2 separate regions of the Danio rerio genome follow, and region 1 is linked to region 2. A link is a contact called in public Micro-C data. All regions are on one chromosome and are shown on one strand. Each heading gives the region's core, a stretch centred on a gene start, on an enhancer-like site or on the middle of the called end of the contact. The rest is flanking DNA. Distances are from core to core; before and after follow the strand shown.

Evidence for each region. Hi-C and Micro-C count contacts between places; a contact is called where the count stands out from the background.
Region 1: a contact with region 2 is called in a Micro-C map of caudal fin, with 13 times the contacts expected there. The contact joins the promoter of mast2 here to the enhancer-like site in region 2. A contact is called at or near these places in 7 of 18 Hi-C or Micro-C datasets (caudal fin, embryo, fibroblasts and 3 more) and 2 of 4 datasets of contacts at active chromatin or transcription factors (caudal fin and gastrula embryo).

What each region holds. Positions count from the first base shown.
Region 1 is chr6:36,392,266-36,394,965 of GRCz12tu, reverse strand. It overlaps mast2 (microtubule associated serine/threonine kinase 2), which reads left to right and starts at 1,386. Exons shown (of 29, transcript XM_073954326.1): 1 at 1,386-2,395. The coding sequence starts at 2,315.
Region 2 is chr6:36,334,951-36,337,650 of GRCz12tu, reverse strand. It overlaps mast2 (microtubule associated serine/threonine kinase 2), which reads left to right. Exons shown (of 29, transcript XM_073954326.1): 3 at 1,349-1,494. Among named protein-coding and RNA genes, the nearest start is that of mast2, 57 kb to the left of the region's middle. Within about 2 kb of position 1,435, at least 9 of the 62 cell types and tissues checked have an H3K27ac peak or open chromatin away from gene starts, as enhancers often do. A contact at or near this core is called in caudal fin, where this site is marked.

The DNA.
Region 1 (2,700 bases), core at 137-2,636, 57 kb before region 2:
TTACTAGAACTATGTTAAGCTGCTTTGACACAATCTTCATTGTGAAAAGCACTTTAAAAATAAACATGAATTGAATTGAATTACCCTAACCTGCCTAATTAACCTAGTTAAGCCTTTAAATGTCACTTTAAGCTGAATACTAGTTTCTTAAAAATATCTAGTAAAATATTGTACTGTCATCATGGCAAAGATAAAATAAATCAGCTATTAGAAATGAGTTAGTAAAACTATTAAGTTTAGAAATGTGTTGAAAAAAATCTCTCCATTAATTATATATATATATATATATATATATATATATATATATATATATATATATATATATATATATATATATATATATATAGGCGAAGCAGTGGCGCAGTAGGTAGTGCTGTCGCCTCACAGCAAGAAGGTCGCTGGGTCGCTGATTCGAGTCTCGGCTCAGTTGGCGTTTCTGTGTGGAGTTTGCATGTTCTCCCTGCGCTCGCGTGGGTTTCCTCCGGGTGCTCCGGTTTCCCCCACAGTCCAAAGACATGCGGTACAGGTGAATTGGGTAGGCTAAATTGTCCTGTGTGTGTGTGTGTGTGTGTGTGTGTGTGTGTGTGTGTGTGTGTGTGTGTGTGAATGTGTGTGTGGATGTTTCCCAAAGATGGGTTGCGGCTGGAAGGGCATCCGCTGCGTAAAAACTTGTTGGATAAGTTGGCGGTTCATTCCGCTGTGGTGACCCCAGATTAATAAAGGGACTATTTATATGTACACACACACACACACACACACACAAACCACAGAAAAAAGCATTTAAAAAGAAAAGTAAGTTTAAGTGCTAAATTTCCCTGTTGTTAAAGTTTAATTTCTGAACAAATTATTATTTAGAATATGTTTTTTTTCTGTTTTTTTTCCCTTATGCATACTATTGTATTAATTTATGTATTCATTAAAATATTAGTTTTACTTTTTTCATGTTTATTTTTTATTAATCTTTAATATTTTGCATTACTTATTTATATATTTTTATTTCATAATATATTTTTAAATGTTTTATTATTATATGCTGAGCCTCTATTTTTCTCAAATATATAGAATAGGAATAGTACAGAGAGCTTGGATCTATACATTGTTTTAAGCAGGAAGGGTTACTTTAGTCTCAGCAGATGGCAGCAAAAACAAACTAAAGTCGAATTTCTCCAAAAAGCGATCTTTTCACTTGCCCCTTCTAAGCCATTGGAGGAAACAACGTTCCCAGATCAGCCCTCCGGTGTATATGCAATGCAAGACTCCCCCACTTAGTTAGAATCTGCTCCTACACACTGAACTCAGATCAGCTCTCGAGTGCATATGCAAGACTCCTCTCTGAGACTCTGCTACACAGACTGAACTTAGATCAGCATTTGGCGCTCACCGGCGGTCGTTCACTTGATGCGAGCTTCAGGAAGCTACTAGATTTCCTCCTCGGAGAAAAGCGACGGCATGACAGAACACCGGGTCTGATTAGCGATTGTTTTCGGCACCGAGCCGTTTCCCCCGCACCCGGCCGGGCTGACGTCTGAAGAAAAGCGAGACTGAAGGAGAAACGCGGAGCTTCGCGACCGCTAGATATAATGATCCGCGTCAAAACAGAGCTCGCTCTCTAGACTCACGAGACATGATGGACAGTTAAACGCTGTGTTGTGGCTCTGCGGCGAAGTGTATCTCCAGTCTGCTGGCAGTTTAGTGGATGAGGAAATTTTCTGTTTTTATACGTTAGCTCTTTGTTTTGTTATAACTGGAATGCTAAAGTATTGGTTCACCAAGACGAGACAATCCGCTGGAAGACTTCAAACGGCAGCAAACACGTTGGAAACGCGGCATTATTCAGCATAATGATAACCTGTCGTTACACTCTCACGGTGACAGACTCGAGCCCGGCGAGTTCATTTACACATTGCTTTTAAACGATCACTTTCTCAATTTTGGTAAACTCAAAAGGCGTTTATTTTGCGGATGTTGTCAAACTTTATCAACAAACTGCTAGCGAGCTAGCGTGTTCCGCCGGGTGATTTTCGGCGCTAAAACCGCATAGTTTACATAAAACTGAAAACAAAGCAGTATTTGACGGAAAAAGAGAAGAAAAACAGACTGGCTGTCATGGCAGATGGGGTTGTAACTTAAGGTCGAGAGTGCAACACAAAAGCAAACCTGCGTTCATCATTTATTCTGTATTTGTGGACCAAAGTTGAGGAGAGGTTTGCTCACCATGTACCAGGGCGAGATTTGTTTCAGTATCTGAATGCACTGACCACTGGATTCAACAAAATATTAACATTAGAGTAGCGCTCAGCCGCCATCCATCAGAATGAAGAAAACCGAGAGCAAAAACAAAAGGAAACTCTGCACATCTGAGCAGCAGGACAGCAGCACTGAAGGAAAAGACGAGGTGAGTGATTGCGTTTTGACATTTACCTTGTGTATTTATTTCAAGAATGCAAAGTAAACAACAGTACACATGCAGTGGTGCATGTGACGCAGCTGCCCTGCAGAATGAGCGCAGTGCTCGATTTCAGTGCATCCATGAGGCATCAGGGCTTCTTGGTCATGAATATTGACAGGAAGCTTCCCTTGCAGAAAAAAGACAATTGATGTGTGAATGCATGCTGAGCCAGTTTATATGCTATTTTGCGTGTGTGTGTAATCCCTGACGTATTTATTTAGCTTAAATAATTAAATGAATTTTTTATAATG
Region 2 (2,700 bases), core at 186-2,685:
TATTTAATCATTTATTCCAGTGATTTTAATAATGAATTTTCAGCTTAATTACTCCAGTCTTCAGTCACATGATTCTTCCAAGATCACTTAATAATAATAATAATAATAATAATAATTATAATTATTATTATTATTATTATTAATGTTAGTAGTAATAAAAGCAGTAATGACTGGAGTAATAATTTCATTTGAAACTGCATACAATAAGTAGTAAATAAATATTTAATAAATAAGTATTTAACAATTTAACACTTTTTTACATTTAGTAAATATTGCCTTGATGAACAGAACAATTTTGTGTGTGTTTGTGTGTGTGTGTGTGTGTGTGTGTGTGTGTGTGTGTGTGTGTGTGTGTGTGTGTGTGTGTGTGTGTATAAAGACAAGGAGAGAGAGAGAAAGAAAGATATCATGTCACTGGAAAAGATCCAGGGAAAGTAAACAAACAAACCTGAAAATGTAATGTGGTTTAGTATGAGTATCGCATTGCAAAGAGTTTGTGTGATCGTATAAATATATATTAAATATAAATATAAGATACAGAACACTGTCATTGTTTTATGTGAGCAGCTCATGATAATCAGTGTCTTGGACCGTTTCAAACTCAAAATCTGCAATTTCTGTGACCTAAATTTTAATAGAATGTGAATTTAAATTTTTTAGAATTAGAAAATGCAGCAAGCATCAAACATCTTTGCAAGCTTCCTTGCATTTCACCCTAAAAACGGAAGCTGTGTTGTTTAACGTTGAAAAAAGCATAAACTAATTTTGTAATTTATTATTCATATTTAAATAATATAATATTATATAAAACAAATATCACTTTAATACTAATACTACTATTAGATACTATTATACTACTATTGCTAATAATAATATGAATAATAATATTACAATTAGAGGTGTTATCATAATTTACAATTTTTTGGCGTTTAAATATTTTATTATTAGCAATTTTAGCTGACATTTACTTGTAAATACACTTTTTTCTATATAATTTAAATTTTAATATTTTCAATTAAATACTTCACAGTTTTAATAGCAAGTAAAACATATTTGTCAGTTTTTGCAAGCTTTTGGCTTTTAGCAGGTGCATCAACGTTTTATTTTTAGGTCCTGTATACATAATACTTTAAGATGATCAACGTCACAAATGTGCTTGCATGTATTGCTCTGGAAAATTGCTGAATTTTGCTCACACTGTATAAAACATGCAGATTTATACAGATGACATGTGGCTTGGCTTTAATTTGGTTTGTAAATGCAGAATGCAGACACACACACTCATAAATATATGTAAAGAAGTACATACAGACCATGTCGTGACTCTGGCTTGTTCTGTGTGCCGCAGGAAAGCAGCTTCTGCCTCTGTCCAGCAGTATGCATGGAGGAGTGAGTCAGCTGGCCTGGCAGCAGCACACAGGGGAGCCCAATAACTTGGTCCGCATGAGGAGTCAGTCCTTTGGCCAGTCTGCCCCGTCTCTCACTGCGGGACTGGTGAGTGCAGTGTCTCTCTGTCCATTTATATTGATTTGTAAGAATGATAGCCTGATGGATCCAGATACGTTTATTGAGCATATTTTTCCCCATTAAGAGCTGTGTGTTACATGTGGCCAAACTTTTAAACATTAGTTCACCTCCCATTGACTTTTGGATCCTGTTTACACCTCTGAACAAGATGTCACACTGACATAACCTTAGGACTGAATGTTCCACAGTTGTGACTGATGATGCGTGACTGGAATACAGCAACAAACAAATGCAAATGTACTTCTTATGAATGATGGAAACTCGCATATTTCCATGTGTGTTGTATTCATCCTGTTTCCCATTGTATATCTAAGCAAATACAATATGATGTGGATGGTTTTATTGTTTAGAGGTGAGGACTTTAAAGAATATAATAAATGTGTGTTAATTTCAGCAGTATAACATTTTCTGATGAAGTCTTTTATAAAGATGTTTACAGGGAGTTTGAGCTTTCTAAAGCCTAGAGCCATAGCTACATCTGCTGTCCATGGCTAGTATTACACCATTTAGGGAAAATGCCAAAAGGCATGTCAAATTAAAGTGCAGTCAGTGGAAGATAGCCTGATAGCCCTGAAAGCCTACATCCCACCCTGCAAACTGCCATCCAAATCCATGCCTCACTAATACAATTCGTCATGTAACAGTCACTAAAAAAACTTGATAGTACAGTAGTTAGTAATTAAAAACTTGACAAAAAAAACATGGAAGGTTATTGATGTTTGCTTGCCACTCTCTGTCTGACGGACATTCTGAAGTTTATCTTAATGTTTGGATGAACCGTTTTGTTTGGACAAACTTTTCTTGGTCCTATACCTTCCACAGAATATATATATATATATATATATATATATATATATATATATATATATATATATATATATATATATATATATATTACCCAAGTTAATGATTGCTGTTAGGATGTTAAGATTTTTTTAGAATTTTAACAAGCATAGAAAATGTTTTATGATGCTAAAAGATAATCCCCTATTTCACCTTTAGGTGTTTCAAATGCTAATATAAATGTATAGTTTTATATAATGATTTAATGTAATATTAGACACCTATCTGCCACTTTATTAACAATGCTTGCTAGTACTGTTGGACATCGTTTGCCTTTAAAAAAATAAATCCTCCTAAATTGACAAACTAATCAACACTCAAGTTGTTTGT